5 separate regions of the Mus musculus genome follow, and regions 1, 2, 3 and 4 are each linked to region 5. A link is a contact called in public promoter capture Hi-C data. All regions are on one chromosome and are shown on one strand. The core of a region is the stretch at or near the end of the contact, and the rest is flanking DNA. Distances in the headings are between cores, read along the strand shown. Region 1 holds the start of Zfp467 (zinc finger protein 467). Region 2 holds the start of Hibadh (3-hydroxyisobutyrate dehydrogenase). Region 3 holds the start of Lrrc61 (leucine rich repeat containing 61). Region 4 holds the start of Pdia4 (protein disulfide isomerase associated 4). Region 5 holds the start of 5430402O13Rik (RIKEN cDNA 5430402O13 gene).

The links. Promoter capture Hi-C pulls out the DNA fragments that hold promoters and counts their contacts.
Region 1: a promoter capture Hi-C map of liver shows a contact between it and region 5, with 5 times the contacts expected there. The contact joins the promoter of Zfp467 here to the promoter of 5430402O13Rik in region 5. A contact is called at or near these places in 7 of 39 promoter capture datasets (the 3T3-L1 cell line, hippocampal neurons, liver and 2 more) and 1 of 115 datasets of contacts at active chromatin or transcription factors (astrocytes).
Region 2: a contact with region 5 is called in a promoter capture Hi-C map of pre-B cells, with 2.1 times the contacts expected there. The contact joins the promoter of Hibadh here to the promoter of 5430402O13Rik in region 5. A contact is called at or near these places in 11 of 39 promoter capture datasets (the 3T3-L1 cell line, 3T3-L1-derived adipocytes, the C10 cell line and 7 more) and 1 of 9 other capture datasets (liver).
Region 3: a promoter capture Hi-C map of liver shows a contact between it and region 5, with 5 times the contacts expected there. The contact joins the promoter of Lrrc61 here to the promoter of 5430402O13Rik in region 5. A contact is called at or near these places in 3 of 39 promoter capture datasets (hippocampal neurons, liver and pre-B cells), 2 of 115 datasets of contacts at active chromatin or transcription factors (astrocytes and extraembryonic endoderm stem cells) and 2 of 9 other capture datasets (adipose tissue and liver).
Region 4: a promoter capture Hi-C map of pre-B cells shows a contact between it and region 5, with 5 times the contacts expected there. The contact joins the promoter of Pdia4 here to the promoter of 5430402O13Rik in region 5. A contact is called at or near these places in 5 of 39 promoter capture datasets (cranial neural crest, hippocampal neurons, liver and 2 more) and 1 of 9 other capture datasets (liver).

Annotation. Positions count from the first base shown.
Region 1 is chr6:48,444,541-48,447,240 of GRCm38.p6, forward strand. It overlaps Zfp467 (zinc finger protein 467), which reads right to left and starts at 1,285. Exons shown (of 5, transcript NM_020589.2): 1 at 813-1,285. It also overlaps a transcript of Sspo not described here.
Region 2 is chr6:52,638,907-52,641,606 of GRCm38.p6, forward strand. It overlaps Hibadh (3-hydroxyisobutyrate dehydrogenase), which reads right to left and starts at 1,394. Exons shown (of 8, transcript NM_145567.1): 1 at 1,255-1,394. The coding sequence starts at 1,342. It overlaps LOC115490472 (a small nucleolar RNA gene), which reads right to left and starts at 449; the gene lies at 328-449.
Region 3 is chr6:48,553,440-48,556,139 of GRCm38.p6, forward strand. Lrrc61 (leucine rich repeat containing 61) reads left to right here and starts at 1,360. Exons shown (of 3, transcript NM_177736.3): 1 at 1,360-1,543.
Region 4 is chr6:47,812,093-47,814,882 of GRCm38.p6, forward strand. Pdia4 (protein disulfide isomerase associated 4) reads right to left here and starts at 1,420. Exons shown (of 10, transcript NM_009787.2): 1 at 1,125-1,420. The coding sequence starts at 1,212.
Region 5 is chr6:50,565,384-50,568,121 of GRCm38.p6, forward strand. It overlaps 5430402O13Rik (RIKEN cDNA 5430402O13 gene), which reads left to right and starts at 1,260. Exons shown (of 3, transcript NR_027892.1): 1 at 1,260-1,639. Cycs (cytochrome c, somatic) reads right to left here and starts at 1,186. Exons shown (of 3, transcript NM_007808.5): 1 at 1,033-1,186; 2 at 109-285; 3 at 1-2. The coding sequence starts at 277.

The DNA of each region.
Region 1 (2,700 bases), core at 35-2,534, 2.1 Mb before region 5:
CCAGCCTCCCCTCTGCTTCCCTCCCTCCCGCTGCTCTCCTTCCCCCCTCAGCGGCCCCCGCCTCCCTTCCCCCTCTGCCTACCCTGCAAGCTCCGGCTCCGCTTCTCTCCCCTCCCGGTCCCCAGCCTTGTTCTTCCCCTCCCCCTCCTAGTCCGCTCCCTAGCTTCCAGGTCTCACGCCCCCCATCTTGGGGGGGGGAATCCAAGCTAACCCCACATTCTCTGGACCTACTCCCTCGTTCTGCCCCTCCCCATACCCCTTTCTTCCCAACACACCTCCCTCTCAGCAGCCCCCTTGCCCATTTCTGCTCCCCACTGACTTCACGCCCTCTCCGGAGTTTTCCTTCTGACTAGACTCCCCCCAATCCCCGCCCCTGTTAGAGCTCCGGAGTCACTCCGGGTCCCGGCCCCCTGCCCTGCTCTAGGCTCACCTGTCAGCGTCCTTCGCTCCCGACCAGCCCCATCCCTGAGCCCGTTTCCTGCCCTTTCGCACTGGACCCTTCCTCTATCCCGAGGAACCCTACTCCCGCTCCTGGGGATCCTCCCCGCAGGCCCCTCCCGCCCTCTTCCCACCTGCTCCCACCGGGCCTCCCCGAGTCCTTGCCCTCCCCTCCAGTTTCCTAGTCTCCCCATCTGCGCCAGGACCCTCCCTCCTGACTCCCTTCCCTCCTGGTCTGACCCCCCCCCTCCCCCACACTCGCGTCTGCGCGCCCCTTCCCTCGGGGTTGTCACCTGCCGTGGGTCGGCAGGGCTTGTAAAGCTCCGTTTGGGTGGCGGGGGAGACGCCTGCCCGGGAGTCTCGGGTGTCCTTACCTGGCGGGCTCCTGCGGCTACGTGCCGCGGCCCGCTTCGGGGACCCAGGCGCTCGGGCCTCCGGTCCCGGGCGGCCGTTTGCACAATGGCGCCGGCTGCCTGCAGCTTGGGTGCGGGCTGCCCGAAAGACTCCGGGACTGACAGCCCTGAAACTTCGCGGGGAGGGGAAGGAAAGACGCGGAGGGAGAGGGTGTGGGGCAGCGTTGCGGGTGATCGGGGGGAGGAACCCGGGAAGCGGGAACACTGCTCCGGGGCACAGGCTAAAGCGGAGGGTCTTCGAGAGACCTGCCGCGGGAGGGTGCACTAATGGGCTTGGGTGCAGGTGACGGTCTGAGGGCAAGATGCCCGGAGTGTGGAGATGGAAAGTGGGAGCTTAGGACCGAGGAAGGGCAGAGGGGAGAGGAAGGAGAAGAAGAGGCTAGAAGGAAGGGCACTCGGGCTAGAAGGGAGGGTGCTCACAGCCTAGGAGGGAGGAGCTGGAGAAAGGTGGAGCGCGGAACGGGGTGGTGGTGGTAGTAGTGAAGAGTTGGGGGGAGTAGGGAGAGGAGGGGGCGTGTTTGGGGAGGAGAGCAATGTGTGTATGGCTGTCTTTAAAATCGCCAGTGGCAGCCGAGTAAGTGGTAGCGCCGCGGTCCCGCGGGAGACTGTCTGGCCAGCAGAGATTGGGAGAATCGGTCAAAAAACTCTCCACCAGGATCCACCCAGACCGGAGGACGCGATCCAAGTCTCACCGCGGAGACTGAGGATTAAGAACCAATCTAAGAGGGCAGAGAGAGGGCTCTCAAAGTAGAAAATGGGGAAAAAGGAACCAAGTCCCCGACTGAGACCGCTGGACAGGCATGGAAACTGCAGGGGGTGAGGTGGGGCGGGGCTGGGCGGGGGCGGGGGAGTGTTGTCCGTGGGTAAGAAAACCTCCTGGCGTTAGGTGTGGATCTCTCCCCAGACTTCCACCATTTCTGCTCATGGGTGCAGGTACTCCTAAGCCATCCCCCTCTGCTCTTCAGACACCCTCACCCAGCCCTGGAATTAAAATCTAGGCTGGATATTCCATGCCCTGTGATTTTTCTTCAAACTCCCATGGGCTCCCATTTCCGCCTGCCTGCCCCTGTAGGGAAAAGGGCAGATCCAAGTTACATTTCTCCCCAGTCCAAGCTTCCCTTGTCAGCCAAGTTGCAGAACAGAGCTGCTGGGAGAGAGTCTGGGAAGAGGAGGCCATTAAATGGCCCTCTTGGATAGGACACGGTCCCTGACAATGGCACCCTGACACAAGGATAGTGACACCTGTGGAATCAGGGCAGTGACCCAAGGCTAGCCTTATAAGATGGAGCAGGGATGTCCTCAACATTTACAGATAGTTAGAGTGAAATCTGGAGCAATGGAGACCGACCTGAAGGATCAGGAGGTCCTGTGACTCAAGATGCAAAAGGCTCTTTTAATAACTGGCTGCTTCACTGAGTAAAGATGGCTAGGAGCAGAGTTTGTGTCCCTCTCTGTGTGCAAGAATGGGCTTTGAGAACTGCAGTCCACGTATGTAGGATATGCAGGAACAGTGGCCAGGTGAGAATGTTAGAGAAGTTAGAAGGACACTGTGCCCAGAATAGATGCTGACCCTTCCCCAGGACTGCTCAACTCCCAGGCACCAACCCTAGATATCTGGAAGCAACTGGGGAAACTCATACTGGCCCTATTTTGGTCCCAGGCCCAATAGTAGGCCCAGAGGAAGGAACCCCCAGGCCAGGTGGGGTGCACCAGGTGGGGTGACCATGCAGGATGCCCAGTGGGACCTCATTTCATTATGAAATAGAAGGATTCAGAGTTTCCGGTCCAGCCGCATTCCAGCCCAGTGGCCTTGGAGGCCTACTGGTGACCAGGATGTAACCAGGATTTG
Region 2 (2,700 bases), core at 144-2,643, 2.1 Mb after region 5:
TCACAATTCCTTATCTGTCATCTGCTACCTATTGCACACAAATGCTCTTCCAAAGCAGAAAGAAATTTCATAAGTTTTTCCTGAGGGCAAAGACTGGGAGCTGCTCAGAAATCAACTCCCAACATATTTCTTACACAAAAATTAAAACAAGTGAACACAAGCACCCTGAATCCAGAGCCTCCTGCATGCTAAGCAAAGGCAACGGTGTTTTGTTTGCTAGTCCTGTATATGATAGTGCTAACCAGCACATTGTTAAAATAAACTTTTACATTTAAAAAAAAAAATCCTTCGGTATCTCCCACAAATCAACCAATTTTTTTTTTCAACACATGTTCCCAACAGGTTAACTGCTAGACAAGTAGCATATGAAAACCCTCATGGGAATTTTTCTTTATGGTCATGTCCACAGCAAATGAGAAACTGCATTCTAAAAGCCTTGGTAATGACCATTTCAACCAATTCTTAATTAAAGAGGTGTCTTGATGTCCTAGAAAATCCAAGAGTCAGGGAGAAACAAGGGGTACTTCCTGGATCTTGTTGGAGAAGTCCCAATTTACTCATTCTAAGGCCTTGGGAGATCCTCATGTGAAAAGCAGTTCTCAGATATTCATGTCGCTCTAAAAGCTTAAAACCTGGTCACTTTCCATACTTGCAGCACAGCATAGTAGTCGGTTAGGTTATAGACACAACTTTGAGGCAAAGAATTGTGGTTAATATTTCGACAAAAGTCCACCACTTTGAGGCAGCACAACTCCATTTCATAATGGAGTTCGCTCTGCTTGCTGGTCAAGGGTGACAAACTTTGCTGGATTTCTAGGATACCGCCATGCCACCGACTAGAGTAGTTAAAACACAAATTAGGCCTTGAAGTCTGAGGGAGCCCCCGCTTAGGGTGAAGCCAGGGAGCTGGAAGGCCAGGGGTCCCAGAGGTGGGTGCGGTGGGGTCACCTCTGGAGCTGAGCCCTCCAAATGTCCTAGGAGCCCCAAATCCAAAGCGCACGCCAGGGACCCAAACATTCCTCCCTTCATCACAAGCTGTTCCTGGGTCCCGCAGAGGAAACGCTGAACAATCTGGAGCCGGGCATAGGGCAGGAGTGGAAGGCTGACGGCTCAGGAGGCAGTTACAAGGGGGCCCAGGCCTAGGAGGCGACCACAATTGTCGCTTTTACCCTCAAACCAACCGCAGCCCTTCGGGCGAAAAGCCCTCCTCGGATGACCAGAGGAAGAAGAGCAGATGGGGCGCGAGGTCCTTACCCGCTGCAAGGCTGCCCACGGGCCGCCGCCGGCCGCTCCAGTACCAGAGGCCGGAGGCTGCTCCCCGGAACCCCAAGGAGGCTGCCATGCTGTCCCCCGCCCCGCCTCCGCGCCGTGACCTCCGCCGCCTCACACACGGCCTGTGAACTACGAGTGTGCGCAGCCGGGATGGCCCGCACCTCCGTAAGGACAGCTCGCGCACGCGCTCTCCTTGCTCGGCTTGGACTCCGCCCAGCGCGGGGCGGAGCACTGTGTTGAGAGGCGTGGCCGGAGTCGGGAACAGTCCAATCAGGATCCCGAAATCCATAGACGCCCTGCCTTGCCTCCGGCTCCTGCTGAATTTACAACCTTTGGGTGAGAGAATTCTTGTTTACCCAAAAGCTGAGGGGTGTGTGGGAGGCGGTGGCTGTCGCTCACTACCGCCTCCTCCGAGCACCTGCACTGAGCAACTGCCTCTTCACTGGGCTGCTAATTGTTTTTCTTCCTCCCAGACAAGAACCGCAGCTACTGCAGTATTAAAGGAAAGAGCAGAAATGTTGTGTTTCCTAGTATAGGGACTCATTTTTAACTTCAGTAATAAATACATGGACCTCCCAGGGTTAACATATATATTTTCAGCGTCTGTTGAAACACAATCACAGAATCTACCATGTGTGTAATAACTGAAATCTATGTGATATACAACTCAATGGTTTTTCCAGTCGTATTTGAAAAGTAGTAGGGAAGTAATTTAATAGCACTGTTCTCTTTGAAGAGTAGAATTTCTAGGAACTTACTGAGTTCCAAGAAATGCGTCAATGTTTAAAATTTTCTACAACCTGCATCTTTTGAACCCAAAATCTAATGGTACATTTAAACCCAGGAAGTAGTATATATGTATATTATAAAAACAGATATTTTGCTGATCTTTCCTTATTTGACTATTTGGTATATTTGGTGGCTTAAATAAGCATGGCCCCCATAGACTCATATGTTTGAGTGCTTGGCACATAGGAGGTGTGACTTTATTGGAGAAGGTGTGGCCTTGTTGGAGGAAAGGCATCACTGTGGAGACCAGCTTTGAGGTCTTACATATGCTCAAACGACAGCTAGTGTGGCACACAGTCCCCTTCTGCTGCTTTCAGATCAAGACCTAGAACTCTCAGCACCAACTCTAGCGCCACGTCTGCCTGGATGCTGCTATGTGCCCCACCATGATGACAATAGACTAGGTCACTGCAACTGTAAGCCAGCCCCAATTAAATGGTTTTGTTTTTATAAGAGTGGCCATGGTTATAGTGTCTTTTCACAGCAATGAAACCCTAAGTAAGACAGTATACATATTTGAATATCTGTTCCTTGAGGATAATCGCAAAGTATTCAATTTCCACTGGAGAATTTTTATCTTCAGTACACTAAAACAAGACTTGTAACCTTTGAAGAAAAGTAGGCCAAGAGGCAAGAATG
Region 3 (2,700 bases), core at 110-2,609, 2.0 Mb before region 5:
TCCTGGATTTGTCCCCTCTCTCCCTGGACCCTCCCTATTTTGTTTTTTTTTTTGTTTTTGTTTTTTTTTAAATGAGATTTGATTCCTGATGTGATGTTTTTGTTTTTGTTTTTGTTTTTTAGCATCAGAAGAAGCAAAGAAGCAATGAAGAGAAGTGGAGCGGGGCTGAGGCTCCAGAGCTCAGCTGGGTATACCCTTCCCTGGGAGCTGCAGTGCCTCTTGCTGAGGAGGCTTCCTCTCAGAGCTATGTGGTTCCTGGGCTCCTGTGTCTCAGGACGCTCTTCTATTGGGACACTGTCCTACCTCTGAGCTGTGTGGTTCCTAGGCTACCATGTCTACCATTGGGACACTCTCTCTGCTAAGAGTTGTGCGGTTCTTGGGGTTCCACACCTTCCTAGAAGGAACATTTATAGCTTCTAATCTTAAAATAGACTCAGGCTGGTCCATCACATGGAGAAGTTCAAGGGAGATCAAATGGATACCGGGCACCATTTGACGGATTAGAAAAGCTAGGTCACCACTGGCCTGCAGCCTAGCACACTGAACGTCATCAAACACGTATTCATTAAGGACTTTGCACTGTGATACAGTGCAAAGATGTGAACAACAACAAAACTGTGCCTATACTTAGCCAGCCCAGGCTGGAAGGGTGTGGACTGAACTGGGATTGCTTTGTCTGAGTGCACAGAAAGCATCAGGAGATGGAAAACCCTCCCAATGTAGACATTTCCAAGTGGCCTGTGAAAGAAAGTGAGAGGCATTCTCCCCTGTGCCTAGTTAAGGTGACCTCTTTATCCGTTGGACAATGTCATTTACAAAGGTGGCAGTTTGCGTTGGTGACATCTCTGGGGGCAAGGCCTTTGGGAATATCACTAGGCAGTGCACATTTATCTCAGGAAACATTCTGATGTAGTTTTCTAAAAATACGGGTAAGGTTCCCACAAGGGGTCCTTCTTATCGTTATTGTGGCACCTTTTGTCTGCAGTCCTAGGCGGTGAGCATGACTGCACCGCTGTGAGGGGCAGGGTTCGGAGAGGGGTGGGCGAGCACGTACCAGGCACCGTTTATCGGGTTAGAAAATCTAGGTCACCACTGGCCTGCAGCCTAGCATACTGAATGTCACAGAACACATTCGTTAAGGAACCATAAATGCCTTTCCCAACGTCGCTCTGTCAAATGTGCTAATGACCAAACTAACAGGAACAAAATCCTCCAGCAGCACTGGCCGCGGGTTCCAGCACAAAGAGCTAGAAGCTCCTCTGGTTGTGTAATCTGCGTCACTTGCGTACCCTGCCAGCCGCAGCGCGTCCCTTAAAAACAACTTTTTCTGCGTCGCACCACTCCCCGCCCCTTCCGGCCTTTCGCAGGTTCCGGGTCGGCTGGGCCTGCGCCAGAAACCGAGTTGCGTGTTCTGTTTGTTTGGGGGATGCTGGATTCTTCTGGAACCGCCCGCGGTTAGTGGCCACGCCCTCAGCCCCAGGCACTGCTCTGAGTGCAGTTAACAGACAGAACGCTTTAACCGGTAACAATCGCGGCCGGTGAGGTGGGTGCTGCCTTGGTGGCCAGGAGACATTAGGATTGGATTTCCTATCCCACAATCACAGCCTCTTGGTATACATAACAACAAGGGTTCCGCTAGTGTGATAGATTATTTTAAAAGAGCAGCCGTAGAGAAAAAGGCGGAAAAAGTTTTGGTCTTGTTTATTCTCGGTGAGGGAGCATTTGTCACAAGATATGCAAATGGCAAAAATGCCTACAAAGGAAGAAGGATGCGGCCCCTTATTGGGGTCAGAAATGGGTGGAAATGACTTCAGTAGTCCCCAAAGGAAGCTGGGAAGTGTAGTCTCCCAGCAGGAACTTATCCGTGGCTTTTGTCACTTTGGCTATGTGAGCTCAGAAGATGGCGGAGTGTTGTTTAAAACATCCTCCACTGTTGTGCCAGGGAAAAGTTAGTGACCCCCCCCCCCCCCCCGCCAAACACACACACACACACACACACACACAGGAGCTGATCTGATGCAACTCACAGCAGGGTCTTTATTCTATTCGAGCTAGCTCAAGCCCCCCCAATGCACCACCCTCACACAGGACGGTTTTGGTGGGGGAGGAGCCCCGAATGTCTATGTGGCAAGGCTTTATAGTAAGCACCAAACATGGAATACGAATGCGAGCATCTAAATGGAAAGCTACTTTGGCCTTTAATATAACTGGCTGGTGCTGGGAGTCACATCATAAACTTAACTTCTGCTCCCCTCTGCATGGGTGGTCATTAGGCAAGGGTTGGGCTTGCAACCTGGGGTGCAGGTTTGTTGGGGGAATAACCAGGAGATACTGGTCTTGTTAGGGGTGTAACTTGGAAACTCTGCTCTTGTTGGGGATTAGCCTAGAGACGAGCTAGGCTCAGGTTTTGTTGTGGGGACAACTTGGATACTAATGCTAGATACCGGCCTGTAGTCTACCTGAGTTCAAGCTTAGGTCAGATTCTCTAAAATGGAGTCTGAATTTAAAAGCTTTGGCATCTCACACTGACTGGCTTAAATTCTCTGGTTGTGTGGGAGACTAGAGCTCCTTCTTCCCCAGGTGTAGGAATGTGAGAGGAGAGGAGGCTGGCAAGCTTGCACAGAGTGGGACTGTGGAATGCCCCTGGATGTATGTTTGTGCGGTGTAACAGGGTAGAATTAGGGAGCCAGGTCCCATCTG
Region 4 (2,790 bases), core at 170-2,669, 2.8 Mb before region 5:
CCCATCTTGAACAAACAAACATACATCACCCTAAAACTGACCACTGTCTCACAACCGTGTAGTTTTTAACACGTTCTTAAAGCATACACCAAACTACACTGGTTCTCAAACTTTCATGTGTCCCCCACAAAGCCTATTCTGCTTTGAAAAGTGAAAAATTTGCTTAAAATGAAGACTCTGCCCTCTTTCTGTTTCAATGTATTTTGGGTCTCTATAAGAAATGAGCCCTCAGTCAGTTTGGACAAAAGTGCCAAGATATACTCATAGGTAGGACGGATAGTTGGCCCCTTTCAGCAGTCTCTTCATTTCTACTCTTTCCTACCTGGGCAAAGACTCATAAATCAATGATCCACAGGAATCTTACTCAACCTAGGAGTATAAAGTTCACATTCCCCCTCCACACTAAACTTTAAAAATGGGGTTTGTTTATATTAGACTAAACCTAGTAGGCAACAAGTTAGTGGTTAGAAGGGAAAGGTGTCGATCAGACCCGTTCTCTAGGAACAACGTTAACTAGTACTTCCTATTTTCAAAGTTTTTATGTTTTCGGTAGAGGATTTCGAAGAAAGGGTGCGGGCATAACGTCTATGAGTTACACATACTGTTCCTACTAGAATACATGCACCACCAGCCTCGACTTTCAAAACACAGTGCAGCGACTGGCAAAAAAAGGCGCTGAATAAAATGCTTGTATACGGCAGCTCCAGTTTCCATAAAAGACGAAAACAAAGCCTGAGTTATTTCTACTTCTTGATATAGATGCCCAGTATCTGCGACTGCCTCTTCCAGGTCCTACTAGCGGCCATCCCGCCTCCGTTTTCTAAAACCGGTTTTGGAAACGAGAGTATTCTCCAGAAAATTTTACTCAACAAAGGGGCAAATCTCAGTAGTGAGGGTAAAGAGACGAGCTGCGAACCAGGCACTCGGCACGTCCCTCCGTGTCCTAGTCTCAGGTAGGAACTAAAGAGGCCCACACCCCTAGATTCGGCCCTACACTGAAACTCCATTAAGTTCGTTGCTACCGGGTCACTAATTCCGCAGGGGTGTGAGCGAAGCACCCTGTCAGGCCCCAGCAAGGTTTGCAACCCACGCGAGCTGCTCCTCCGACCCGCCCTCCCGCTCACCTTCGTGTGCATCTCCGGCGCTCGCAGCAGCCAGCAGCTGTGTCAGCGCCAAGAGCAGGACCAACAGCCAAGCTTTCCGGAGCTTCATGATTGGGTGCAGAGCTGGGCCTGCAGACACCGGCCACCGCAGAGCACTCGCCGACCTCCCGAGCGACGCCGGAGCGCACCAAAGCCTCCAGGAAGTTCAGGCCGGTGATTGGTTGGAGGTAAGGAAGCCGCGGCCCGTCCAATCCCCGCACGAATCAGGGCGAGAGCCGTGGCGCCCCGCCTACACCGCCCCGCCCCGCTGCCTGAGCCCTCCGCGCGGGCGCGCCCCTCAGCTCCGCGTTTAAAACTCCGAGCCCTAGTGTGAGGTGCCCCCTTCTGATTGGCTGTGCCGCGACCACCAATCACGGGCTGCCACTCGGTTTGCTTGGAGCGCCCAGGTCCGGAAAGAGTGCGGGGGAGAACAAAGGCAACCAGCCCTGCACAGGGAGGCGGGGCTTGAGCACTCCGAGGGGAGGGATTGGTTGGGAGGTCAGCTCCCTTTGGCCAAGCTTGGCAGGAAGAACACGTGTAAGAAACTCAAGGAAATGGTGGGGTGCATGTGTAGGCTCGTCCGTCTGAGGCTGTCCTTGTGCAGGAAACTAAAGAGGACAGAACTTTTGGGAAAAAGTGAGATCAGAGATCCCGCCTCTGTTCCCCTGTTCTTTGGCTTCTTGTTTTTTCTGTTGAGCATATAAAAGTTTGAGTTTCTTTCCTAGATACTAGGTTCGGAGAGGTATATGAAATAGATTAGTTGTTTCAGAGCTGGGTGGGCTGACTCCAGGTCTGTGGAGGCAGAGACCCATGACTTTTAGTGATATCCTGTCGCAAAAAAAAAAAAAAAAGAAAGAAAGGAAAGAAAGAAAGAAAGAAAGAAAAGAAAAATTACAACTTGGACTCCATGACTAAGTCTATAAGTCAGAGTCTTGTCTGAACGTTGCCTTGTATTATGATTTTTCTGAAGAGAGAGAGAGAGATAACCAATCTAGTGATTTAGATCTAGAAATAACCGTGAGTGTTTTGGAAAAGAAACTAGGTTTGCATGTCAGAAAAGAAAGCTGTACTGGCATTAGGGTTAGCACCTGTGGATTAACATATGATATGACGTAGAAGACAAATGAGGCTAAATAAATAAATCTTAGAGAGTCCTGCAATATTTTCTGATGTATACAGGAGGAGAAAATGAGCTGTATTTATCACTACTCCCCTGGGTTGTCATTTTAGCACTATTAGGCTAGGTTCCTAGGCCAATTTGAATATGTGTTTTCCTTTACTCCTGCAGATCTCTCTCTAGAGAAGTAGTCCATTGGGATTGTCTATCTACTAGTGTATCTGTGACAATTCCTGCATGCATGTCCACAGCCAGAAGTTCAGATTATATGTTTTGAAAACTAAATTAAGACTAGACAGGCACACAACCTACATGCTCTGGATTCATGAGGTTTATGATTGATTCTATCTAGGTTAAACCACAAGAGATTACTGCAGTCTCTTGTGTTTTCTGTAGAACTCAGTGATGGTTCTACCTTTTTTATTATTCTGATATAATTCTTTTCTGTAGTTTCAACTACTTTGGAGTCTAAAGCAGATCATTTTAGCCCAGAAATTCAAAGCTAAACTGGACAAGAGAGTAATGCCTCGT
Region 5 (2,738 bases), core at 10-2,509:
GCCTAAACAGAAAGAGATGCAGAGGTTAAGTGTTTTACACACCTGGTAATTCTGCACTGGTTAACCCAAGCAACCTGTGCTGTGGCTGACAGCAGCTCCCCCCGTTACCTTTGTTCTTGTTGGCATCTGTGTAAGAGAATCCAGCAGCCTGGCCTGTCTTCCGCCCGAACAGACCGTGGAGATTTGGTCCAGTCTTATGCTTGCCTCCCTTTTCCACAGTGTGGCACTGGGCACACTTCTGAACAAAAATCTTCTTGCCTTTTTCAACATCACCCATTTTTAATTCTAAAAGGGAAAAGATCCAACAGTAAAACGTACTACGGATCCCAATGACCATTCAAACCGCTATTCTTATGTCCTCTTAACACCAGGCAGGGTGCTAACTCAGTCCACTTGCAATATTCTTCAATAGCAAATACATCACCTAGGAGACTCTCCTTTAAAGCAAGTCTGTGCTCAAGACAGGTCCATGCCAAGGGAAATGGAAACCCACAGCTCAAACCCCAGTTTCCGAAGAAGGCAAGGTCAAAAAGTCACAAATATGAAACCGGACTCATTAAAGCAAAACCACTACAACTCTTAACATTTCAGAATGCTAAACTGCTGTCAGTGCTGCCGATTAAAGTCACTTCCAAAGATAAGGGAGGCTGGGGGTGATCCTAAGTGCTTCCGCCTGCTCCGGTCTCATTAGGAGGTTAAGTCTCTTCTCTCTTGCTTTAGTCCGGCACGGGAAGGCGAGGGAGGACTGGGGAAGGAACCGTCTCACTCTCACGTTGAGATCCCAGGGGTGACTACGACTTTACAAACCCACCCTCCCAGATGCTTAATCAGGAAAAGAACTGGCCCAGTCCTGAAGGAACAGCAGCTTCTGCTCTCAGAAGGGGCGGCGGGCGAGTTCCTTCTAGAACTCCGGGCCCCGGTCCTACACCCACGCCGCCTCCAGCCGTGCCACAGTTCTGCATGGCTTTGTAGGTTAGGCCTGCCCCGGCCTCCTCGCCCCGTTCCCGGTCCGCATCCCCGTCGCGCGCTCACCGTTCCGGGCTGGTCAACACCACGAACGTTCGGACTCGAAGACAGACGTCCCGCGCTCTAGCCCAAGGACACGCCGGCCCGCGCCTATGTACCGGTGTCGGTGCAACCACACTTGTTCCGCCCGTCCGCGGCCCGACGTGCGGTAGCGCCGTCTGCTGCGCCGTGACGTAACCGCACCTCATTGGCTCCAGGACAGGTTTGTGCGCGCGCATGCGAGCTAGCATGGTAGGATGTGCCCAGAGGGCGCCCTTCCTTCAGAGGCCTCGTTTGCCCGACACTTACGACAGGCCTTAGGACGTAAGGCGTGGACGTGCGTGACGTCACCCTCTGGCCTGCGAGATGGCGAGGGCAAGTAGCGGGGCCGATGCTCCCTTGGGATCCGGGTGTGGCTCGGCTCAGGTAACGCCCGGCCCTAGGACTCCTTCGGCCTCCGCCCACGGGGAGTGCTGAGACTGCCGGCCGGTGTGCTGGCGACCTTTACCCAGGCTTGGTCAAGGCTTCCTGGCTGGCGCAACTGCACTGGCCTCGCAGTGGACGCCTGCTGGTGACCTTTACTCTGTTAAACCATCTTCCTGCTCTCCCAGTGAGAGCCTCAAAGCTGGGGAAGGTACGCACAAGTGGCAGACAGGATCACATCTTACCCAGAGTCCCTGTTTTCTTCCCCTAGTGTTTGTAGAAAACGAGGAGGGTGTGCAGGCAAGCTTTAAGGGAGAAGCAGGATTCGCCTGAGTAGAGGATTCCCGGGAATCCGCTAGACTTGGCATCCCTTCTGACCATATTGGAAATGGAAGTCTCCTTAGCATACTTTCCTGGTGTACTTCAAAACGAACTCACAGACACTTTAAATTCTGCCACTGGACGTTTTCTTCATTACTCCCCTCTCCCAAATTCAGATGAATGTCGGTCCATTCCCTATGTTCTGTCTAGCCTTGACATAGTTTATCGTGTGTTTATAGATGCCTGGTGTGTGCCGGGCCCTTCTCAGTATGAACTCACATATTCTGGTTGAGCTTGTTTATATTCTACCACTTTTCCTTCCGCCATCAGATTAACATGAGATGTTAGAAGGCTGGTCTAAAGTCTCAATAGATCTCTTTCCAGCCACTGGTCCTATCTGCTCAAAGATGTCAGTTTGTGTGAGTATAGTTGTTAGGTATTCCCAGGGATAGTTGATTCCAGAACAATCCCCAGAACCCATACAGAATTCCATGGGTGTTTAAGTCCTTCACATGAAATGATGTAATATTTGTATATAATCTACACAATCTCCCCAATATTTAAATAATTTCTAGATTATAACTTATACTGCCAAATGCAGTGCTGTATGGTGTCACTTAGGGAAAATGACAAAAACGCTAGTCATTCTGTATTGGTGAGAATATTGTAAGCCTAACTACATAGTATGTGATGTGATCTGCTGATTTCTGAAGACATGGATATGGGAACCATAGATAAGGAGGTCTGATGTATTTTCATTGTTATTAAACTGTCCTAGCTTTTGGGGGTACTCGTTCAGCATTTAGACTTAGTCCTTATGTAGGTTTATTTTAAGTTATTTGTATATAGGCTTATTTATCAAACTCTTAAAGTTTTTAAAGACCTGATGTAGCAAATCTGTAGACATTCAATATGTCCTTAAATCAAGTCCTGATACTGCCTTCCTTATTTCTCCAAAGAAAAAGTAGTTCTTACTGAAGTCATTGTTC